2 separate regions of the Hordeum vulgare genome follow, and region 2 is linked to region 1. A link is a contact called in public Hi-C data. All regions are on one chromosome and are shown on one strand. Each heading gives the region's core, a stretch centred on a gene start, on an enhancer-like site or on the middle of the called end of the contact. The rest is flanking DNA. Distances are from core to core; before and after follow the strand shown. Region 1 has its middle 290 kb from the start of LOC123429936. Region 2 holds the start of LOC123425875 (protein disulfide isomerase-like 5-4).

Region 1 (5,334 bases), core at 1,724-4,223:
ACCCACCAAACGGCTCCCCCCTTCTTTTCCAATTGTAGTTGGTCAACCTTTTTTCTTTCATGTGTGATTTTCTCTTATAAACGGACCATAAGTATGCTTGTTTTTTCCTTTCAAATATCCTTTTTTGGCTTTCTATATTTTCTTGCTTTATTTCCTAAATTTTTTCTTCTTTTCATTTATTTTTTTCATATAATTTTTTACAAATTTGTATTTCCCTTTTGTTATTTTTTTATTTCTTTCAGTTATTCATGTTTTTCGTTAGGTTTTCTGGGTTTTTACTTTCAGATTTTCATTTTTTCTTTATTTTTCATTTATTTTCATTTTTTCCTTAAATTCTAGAACATTTTTAATCTTTCCAATTTAGTATGTCATGAGTATTTTTATAACTTAGCTTTTAATATTTTTATAATTTTTAAAATGTACAAATAGTTACCCAGTGTTTTGTTTTTCGAAATGGTATAATCAATATTTTTTGTGTTATTCATAGTTCTCTGAAACATTCTGCAAATAAACTTTTACAATCTGTAAACAATTTTTAAAAATGTGAAGATTTTTTGTTGAATGGTAAAACTCAAATGGTACAGCTTTTTATTTATAAACTGAAAAACATTTTATAAAATATCAAGATATTTTTATTAAAAATTATTAGTTTTGTATTAAAATATGTTTGTCCATGTATTTAAAAAGCGTTCATCATGTAAGACTCAAAAAATATTTTGCGTCCAAAAATGTCATCGCATATTTTGAATCATAATCGTGTATTTTTTAAAAGTATTCACACCCTTTAAAGAAATATGCTATGTTCAAAGAATGCATTCACAGATTTTTTTTAGTAACTAAGAAGTACTCATTAAAAAAAAGCATTGAAAAATAAGTGGAAATTTGGGCCCTTCTTCGCTGACCGCTTTGCTTCTATTGTTTTTAGACCATGCTAATTCAGTTTATATTTTCGCGAGCTCGTAATCAACTCCTACCCGCAGCATTTTGCGACAAATAGACTCGCAATGCATACTTAACTAGCCTTGTTGGTGGACTATTTCTTGGTTCTATAGCGAGCGGAAAACAAAAATCTAAAAACTGGGCGACCTCATGATTATTCATCAATTTTTTAAACCCTAAATAATATTTGCGGACACAAACATTTCAAATGATTTTTTTAAATAAATAAATAATGGGAACAATATACGAAATTGCTAACTATTGTTGAAAGGCGAGAACGTCTTTTGAAATTCCAATTTTGTTTTTTAAAAACACATGGTTTTGATATTACGAATAAAATTTGAAAACATGAACAATTTTGGGAATATGATACTTTTTTGTAAATACATCATTTTTAAAATGTTCAAAAATTATTTGAACTCCTGAATATTTCTGAAAAAAAAACTAAATAACCAATGATTATGAACTTATGAACTTTCTAGAAGATTGCCAAAACTAGCCAGGGACCCTACAGAGGGATCCTAGAACCGGTCATGTGCCACTCTCGCTGATGGTAAATAAGACTGATCAACATTGTTTGTCCGTCCCTCTTTGTGCTAAAAAAATCAATGACCTGACACATTGTACGCTGTATAGGATTTTTCCGCGTTAAGCACCCATTGCCCTCGCAACAGGCACGCGACGCAATGGTTGCTGCACAAATAAGTTTCGTCCCTCGCTTGCTCGTCTTATGAGCTAGCCGATTGCATCTTAAAGAAAGAATGTTAGGCGCTCGATACTCACAGCTACGGTCATGTTTGCAATCACTCAGATTATATAATCTAATTTTTATAATTTATTATGTCTCTAAACAATACATATTATGGTGTAGATAAAAACTAGATGGACAGATTATTAAAAACTCACAATCTATTTTACCCCAGCTAAAATTAAATTATGGATTGCTAATGACCCATTACCTTTATAAAGTTAGAGATAGATACATTTTTACCACCACCACCCTCCTCTTTTTTAAAAACACAGGATAGGCAGGTCATTATGCAATGTAAAACCTGGATTACATTTTATATAATCTGAACTTCAAACATGTTCATCTAAATTATTTTTATAAACCAGATTATATAATCTATCTTCATAATCCAGATTATCATAAACTATTGTGGTTTCAGGGCCTACATGGTTCTATCGCTCCCCAGTAAGTTAAATAGTCCTACGGCTAACGATTGAACCATTAACTTGCTAACAAGTGGAATCACCGACCGTTGACTTCCCGAAAAACATGGAACTAACAAAATCACGAATTTCAAAAGAGATCAGGGACTTTGATTTTTTTTTTTGTACAAATTTTCAAAAAAGTTGATTCCCAAGAAATGTGAAATCTCAAAAAGTTCACAAATATGAAATAATAAAAAGTTATTGAGAAGTTCATAAATTTGAAAAAATACATTCATAAATTTGAAAAGGGAGTTCATGAATTTGAAAAGACAAAATTACGGAATAGAAAAGTCCAAAATTTACAAAAATTATGAATTAAAAGAAAAAGAATGTCAGGAAGTGTACGTATGTAAAATGTATTTGTGATACTGAAAAAAAATTATGAAATTGAAAGCAAATCAATGTTTTTAAAATGTTTAGTTATTTGGGCAGAAAGTTAGCATATGGGAGAGAAGTTTGAAATTTTTAAAAACAAAGTTCATTATTTTGACATATGCTCATGATTTTGTAAACATTTCAAGGGTTTCGAAATAAGTTTGTGAATTCAGAAAAGTTCATGAATTTGAATAATGCTCATAAATTTTTAGAAGTTTACAATTATTAAGAAAATCCCATATTTTAAAATTACCATAAATTAAAAAATATAATAAAATGGAAAACACAACAAAAAGGAAAAAAAATGAGAACCAGAAATAAACCCGACCCAAGGAATCTATGTAACTAACCCAAAAATAAACCGTTGAAAAGGGAGAAGGGAACATATGGGCCAGCCCGCTTAAGTGGAAGATGAAAAAAGGTAGGCTCTGTATGCAGGCAATCCCTACTTGGCGCAAATGCGCCCGTTTGCAAACGGGCGCCTGCAGGACGCGCCTACTTGGGCTCGACCCATTTTGCTTTTTTTGCTTCTAAATAAAAAGAGAGAAAAAGAGAACCTGTGACCTCCCGGTCGAAGGTTCCTGGTGTAACCATCCTATCAATGAGCATGATTGTGCTAATATTTTAACCAATACATCATTTATTCATTCTTTTTCCCTTTTCTTTTGTTTCCCTTTTTTGCTTGCTTATTTTCATCTTTTTTTTACACTTGTTTGATGAAGTGTCCGCAAATATATTATTTCTTTTTCTAAGCGATAAACTTTTTTGAATTTGGTAAATTTTTCTTAAAACTACATGAATTTTTCTTGAATTTTTATAAACTTTTCTCATATTTATTGATTTTTCTTCAAACTAAATGATGTTTTAAAATTTTATGAACTTTTATTCCTGATCTTTGAATTTCTTTTTGATATTGATGAACTTTTATAAAAAATACATGAGATTTTTTCCGAATTTCTGTGAACTTTTTTAAATTGAAGGATCTTTTTTTATTTATAATAGTTTTTTCCAAATTGGATGATGTTTTTTTCATTTGTTAAAAATCAATGAATTTTTTCCATAGCGTTGAACTTTTTTCTAAAATGACGAACATATTTTTCAATTTTCAGTGAACTCTTTGTAATATTTGATGAACTTTTTTTTGAAAATTCGTGAACTTTTTTTAAAGTTTGTATTAATCTTTTTCCAAAATCTGTGAATATTTTTGAATTCACGAATTCTTTCAATGTTTTTCTTTTTTCAGATTTTTTTTACTTTTTATAATGGTCAACCTCACATTACATGGGCCATCCCATGAGGAGGGACGCTATTGGTGTCTCTTTCCCAAGTGACGCTGAAAGCGCGACATAGGAGCTCCCCTGTGTACGAAAAGAACTGTAGACGACGCCATTGAGACTAGATAAGATTCCATTTTGTTTCGTCGTATTTTCAACTGGTATTTATCACATTTATAGTTTTACTTGTTACTAGCAAACATGTCCCGTGCGTTACAATGAAAGAAAAAAAAGCACACCCTTATTGCAAATCCTTTGTAACCATCACACAACAAACAACATGATAAGTAGTGTTATGTAAAAACGTAATAATTGCATGATTTTTGAAGTGTACCCAATGTGTTTTTAAAAATCATTGTGGGCACAAGTTCAAAAAATATGAAGGTCAACATTAAGCCACTTATTTACATAAAGCTCATATCAATGGTTTAGTGTACATCATCGTATATTCGCTGGTTATTGTGCACGATGGGAAATATCATGACTATGTACCTATTGCAACATTTAGAATATGAATCTTTTATGAGAGCATTAAGCCACATTATCTACTCAAGTTAAATGAAACAGGAAACATGTATAATAGGCATTTAAAAAAAACCAATATAGAGATGGTATTAATTAATATTGCACCATAAAATTCATCCTAAAAATTAGTAACATGCAAAATAATAGCATATTTTAAATCTTCACATTTTTCTGAGCAGTTTTCATATATAACATGTTAGATTTCAAGTTAGGGTTTGAAATATATGAATGTTTTAAAAAGCATTTGAATTTACACACAAAAAAAGTTGAAATATATGAATGTTTTAAAAAGCATTTGAATTTACACACACAAAAAAAAGGGTGCTGCTTGGGTCGAACTCACGTACCGTAGTGCTGTAGTAAGGAGTTCGACAACGGACTACCTATATGCTTGCGTTCATTATGAGGCAACAATCTAAATAAGCTATATTTTGAGCTAAATAAGCTATATTAAATGGTCCATGTAGCATAACGAACTTTTTTTTATGGATGATATAGTGGGTAATTTTTATCAACTTAGAGGATAATTTAAATGATATACGACCAGAAGCAGTATGTGTTTTATTATAGGTAAAGTTAAAAATTATTATAGGCTTCTTCTTGAAACATACTTAATTATAAGGAAATTTGTACTCGTATTGCAAAACAACTGTTTACATGAATCATATTTTTAAATTAGTTGATTAAAAGGGCATTCATGTATTTTATTAAATGCTTGTGCATTTTCAATATCCATACAACACAAACAACTGTTCACGTATTTTGTCTGTAAATATAATTTCAAGATTTTATTTTCCCAAAATGATTATGCAGTTATAAAAATTGCCCGTTCATTCATAAGTTATATATATGATTAAAAATTACATATTGTTTCAGATGCTCGTGTAAATAAAAATGTTTGTCATGTATTTAAAGAATTGTTGATCATGCATTTGTCACACATATAACTATTGTATAACATGTATATGGAAAATGTTCAATGTGTATCTAAAATATGAAGATACAT
Region 2 (5,230 bases), core at 833-3,332, 640 kb before region 1:
AGAAGCCACATAGTGAACAATCAAGAGAATAATAATGTTTGCTGCTTATCATTAACAAAGTCATCCCATCAAAAACAAAAAATATTAATCTGAACTCCAAACAAACGGCTAGGCTAGTGTATAGCTCTTACTGCGAATTATGGTGTGGAAACGAACAAACGAATATCTATCTAGTGCTTGAAATTTTTCCAAAAACATGGAGCACCAGTTCCAATAACAGACCTCAGATGCATAAGGAGACTAGGAGGAAAAAAGATAATAATGGATGCCATAAACCTATTATGCTAGGAACAAAACAAAAATGGTTGGATTTGGAAAACTAGCTGATGGCAAGATTATTAACCTAAGTACACATCAGATGCTTCTTGACAGAATTCAGAGAAGAGTAAAAACATCAAGAAACACACAATGACATGTCTTGTGCTGCATATATAAACTGCGCACTGGTAACAGCTAAATAACAATAGCAAGTCATTAGTTTTAGAAGAGTAGACATGCATTAGGTGGAAGACAATTTCCATGAAGTTTCGGCAAAACAAAGAGCAACAGATAGCAAAATTATTGATGAAACATAAAGACTCAGGTTTAAACTATGTATTCAATAATGCTCATGAAATGCTACCAAATTCACCTCAAGTTAAAATCTATCCTTAGGAACTCCCCATCTGAACTCCTGTCAACAATTACAGATGTGGTGGTATTGACTGCTAAGTAACTACTCAACTCCTGCAACAACAATTTAACAGCTTCAGATGAAAGTAACTTTATCATATATTGCAATACAAATTTAAAGATCAAGAATACGAGATCATGTAAACATTATTCAAAATTGCTAGCAAGTGCAGGAATTGCAATGCTTAGCCAATGAGGACCCAAGCAATACATTGGTTCCAGAGAAACTAGTAGACCATGTGATGTCATCACACTGCCAGTTTCAATTCACGCAAAACAATTGACAATTCAGTGAACAAATAGTCTCAAGTCCTCATGATCATAGTTGCTTCCATAATCTAGTCCATGTTGATGCTCTAATGATCAATTTGAAAAGTTCATTTTAAAGGGTTATTTCGGACTACATAACGTGAAATGGTGTAGCAATTAAGTACTACAGCAAACCAAATAGTAGCAGACCGATTATTCACATAAACTAAGGGCAATGCTCTTTTCCTTATGGTTGTGTTCTTAAGTGTAATCTGCAAAGCAAATCGAACATGACAACAGCCATGTTACTTATTTTTGTGCTACATAGACTGGAACCAACTAAGGTAGATAATGTAACCTGACAATGAGTACAGTATAGTTGATAACAGAACAGAAACTGAGTACTGACCATTCCAAACAAAAACACCATTGCTAGTGCTGCAAATATGGATAATCCAGCGCCAGATAGTGATGCCTCCGTCAAATCCCTAGGAATTTTCCTGCAGACAGCCAACACACACCAAAAAGAATATCTCAATACGTTACCACTTCAGTAGAAACTCAGAAACAGCACCTGGACAATGCCAGCAAAAAGGTCACACGCCCCCCACCGACCACCATTACACCATACTGTAAATTTTGCATCTTCGGTACTACGAAGTTCGTAAATAAATCATCTACGGTACAATTCTCCAGAAACAGACCGAGTTAATCACTCCGTTCTACGAAAAGACAAGTAAATCATTACTGCCGAGTATCCGCACTCGAACTAAAAACATCAATTCGTAGTCAATCCCCCAATACAGATAGTAATCCGACGGAACCAAACCCCGCATTCACCGAATCCCGCCGCTAATCTGGAGATCAGAAGGGAGGCGAATGGTACCTGTAGAAGTCGACGGACTTCAGCTTGCTCGAGGAGATCATGGCTGCCGATGATGACGGCGTGGCAGCGCGCCGGGGGGTCGGATCTGCCGGTGCGGAGAGATCTGGAGGGAGGGGGAGGAAAGAGGTGAGATTTATGTGGGGAGGTCTCTTCTTTTCGTCGTGTAGAAAGGTGTGCCCGCGGATCTCACCGCCTCCTACCTCCCGGAGTCCAGAGTACGGCTGCCTTTGCCTTCGATGTTAATTGCGTCCAGCCACGGATACGTAGTATCCATCTACCTATTGCTTTCCTTTTATGTATGCCGTGTCAACTTAGAAAATTAATTCGTGTCGAAAAAATCTTAGAAAATTAATATCGCCCTATCCTGATCTCAAAAAATAAATGCCCTGTATCCTGGAAAGTTAATTGGTCCTACTCCCTTCCCTTCGTTTCAGTTTATAAGTCCGACACGTGTATCTAGGTCGTTAATTTAACCAACTTAATAAGAGTCATATATTACAAAAAATATATCATTAGAAACTTTAGATGTTATATTTTATAAGGATATAATTTTTATGTTAAACAATATATTTTATATAAGTCAAATTGACGACCTAGGTACACGTGCGTGCCTTATAAACTGTGATGGAGGTAGTAGTATTTACAGCGCTGAGTAAATGTAATGCTAACCATAGTGTATATTGCATATATGTTCTCCTATAAAACCCAATAAAACAATTAAATTTAAAAGTACTCCTGGGCAATAATGTATGCATAAAAAATTAAGTTTATAATTTAAAAATTCAAATCAATACGGTAGTTGATGTTTAACCTAAGACATGTCTAAAAGTTGGCATTACTCCTATGAAGTATGCTCGAGTATACACCTGGCCAAATGGGCCGGCCCGACACGGCAAGGCATGGCCCGACTGTAAACGGGCCAGGCACGGTACGGCTTGTCCAAACATGAATATTAACCGGGTCGGCACACGTGCGCAGCTTCCACCCCCACGCATGACACGGAAGCTATACGGACCAGTCCCTCGGCATGCCAGGGCCGATTTTAGATTTTTTTTGGCCTGTTGGGCTATTATATATATATATATATATATATATATATATATATATATATATATATATATATATATATATAAGTAAATGGGTCATGTCGTGCCGGTCCACGTGTCCAGCCTTCAAGCCCACGCATGGCCTGAGACGGGTTGCATGCCCGGCACGGTCCATTTAGGTCATGTTGTGCCTGGCCATGGCGGGTCGTGTCGGCGTGCTCGCGGGTGGGCGTTTAGCCCGGCCCATTTGGCCAACTATACCTAAGGGCATCCACGCGTGCCTCATGCTGATTCCTGTCGGGCGACTTTACCCCTCTTCGATCGGGTTGGGTTGTTCCTTACCGTGCCAACGGCCTTGGGGTCCATGACCTGTTGGTTGGGGGCGCGTTCGGGGTCACCTTTTCTGTAGTGTTTTTTGTTACACATATGCGTGTTGTCTCCTGTGTTGGTTAGAGTTGTCATTGTCGTGGCTTATATTCGGTTATTAGTCTGCGTTGGATCTGTTTATGGCGGGTACCTCTTATTCGGTTGTTGTCTGATCTGCTACCCGCAAATTGAGAGGTAAAAACTCTATTAGGGCAAGGATTTGAAAAAAATAAATACCTATTGATTTATAAATTGGAAAATTCTGCACCAATACGCATACCCGCGTACTCGCATACCTTTGTACCAATTCATTCCTACTGGTAGGTATGTCATTCACTAAAAGGGAATAAGACCTAGCTGTTTTACCCTAGTCTAACTCAACTGCCAACCTCGGCCCCAAATCCCCTCCCCTTATCTCATCATGTGTTGCCATACCACACAAGCCTTGCCTCCCCCATCTCACTCTCACTTCAACCCTAGTTGGGAAGCACCACACGCTACCCCCGCGAGCAGTCGCCACTACCTACGTGAAGTGACGCAATGGGTCATTTCCCTCATCTCCTCGTCTCCTCCTTGCACCTATGTTTCCTCTTGTGACCAGGTCCTCTCCTCCGACAACTCTCTGCTTGTCGCCTCGTCTCCTCCACGCGATCACCACGAGATGGTCGTAGCACCTTCTCTGTCACGCCTCTACATGCCTCGAGTTGACAAGCACATGGAGAGCGACCAAGAGGATGTTGAGGAGGCGTCACTCTAGAACGGATCCCCTCCTCCGTGCAACTCTGATAGATAGGGAGGAATTTGAAGAAAAATGTCACAGATGGGAGTGGTTATCAGGCGTCGACGCCTTTGCCTTCGCCTTCGCCTACCCCCCCCCCCCCCCCGCCCCATGCCCTTACGCCTCCAGACACCTTCAAGGGGGGTAGATTCCCTGGTGCTTGTGGTGAATTGGGTGAGGTGGACGAGATGGGTATTTGTACCCACAAGTATTACCTGCACGGCTGCACCCAACCGGGTATGGTGATATGGGGTGGAACCCCTAGATGTTCATCTTTCACGAATTGAAGGGGGGGACCTCGAAGAACACAAAGAGCACAGGGAGGAACAGGGAGAAATCACAAGAGGAAACACTCAAGAACAAATCCATTCAAACATCCACTAGACTCACACCACACAAGATCCACAAAGGTACATGAACAACAAAGGAAAAGTAAGTTACATGGTAAAGTTCATCCCAAATACCATAGGGAGATGAGGTCTTGAATCCAGTAGGGATCTTCCCTAAAAAAGGGGCCTTGACATCCACTAGGGGATCTTCTCACATGGAGGTTGATACGTCTCCATCGTATCTACTTTTCCAAACTCTTTTGCCCTTGTTTTGGACTCTAATTTGCATGATTTGAATGGAACTAACCTGGACTGACGCTGTTTTCAGCACAATTGCCTTGGTGTTATTTTTGTGCAGAAATCAAAGTTCTCCAAACGTCCTGAAAATCTACGGGGCGCAGTTTTGGAAAATATAAAAATATCTGCGCCAAGTTCCACCTTAGGGGGTGGGCCAGTGTGTTGGAAATATGCCCTAGAGGCAATAATAAAATGGTTATTATCATATTTCCTTGTTCATGATAATCGTCTATCGTTCATGTTATAATTGTATTAACAGGAAACAGTAATACATGTGTGAATGAATAGATCACAATGTGTCCCTAGCAAGCCTCTAGTTAGCTAGCTCGTTAGTCAATAGATGATCATGATTTCCTGATCATGGACATTGGATGTCATTGATAACGGGATCACATCATTGGGAGAATGATGTGGTGGACAAGACCCAATCCTAAGCCTAGCACTAGATCGTATTGTTCGTATGCTAATGCTTTTCTAATGTCAAGTATCTTTTCCTTCGACCGTGAGATTGTGCAACTCCCGGATACCGTAGGAGTGCTTTGGGTGTATCAAACGTCACAACGTAACTGGGTGACTATAAAGGTGCACTACGGGTACCTCCGAAAGT

The links. A called contact is a pair of places that touch in the nucleus more often than the background predicts.
Region 2: a Hi-C map of leaf shows a contact between it and region 1, with 2.4 times the contacts expected there. The contact joins the promoter of LOC123425875 here to the enhancer-like site in region 1. A contact is called at or near these places in 2 of 6 Hi-C or Micro-C datasets (leaf and seedling).

The regions. Positions count from the first base shown.
Region 1 is chr2H:208,045,105-208,050,438 of MorexV3_pseudomolecules_assembly, reverse strand. No RefSeq gene overlaps it. Among protein-coding and RNA genes, the nearest start is that of LOC123429936, 290 kb to the left of the region's middle. Within about 2 kb of position 2,973, at least 2 of the 3 cell types and tissues checked have open chromatin away from gene starts, as enhancers often do. A contact at or near this core is called in leaf, where this site is marked.
Region 2 is chr2H:208,686,564-208,691,793 of MorexV3_pseudomolecules_assembly, reverse strand. LOC123425875 (protein disulfide isomerase-like 5-4) reads right to left here and starts at 2,082. Exons shown (of 16, transcript XM_045109623.1): 1 at 2,008-2,082; 2 at 1,808-1,910; 3 at 1,331-1,421; 4 at 632-726. The coding sequence starts at 1,848.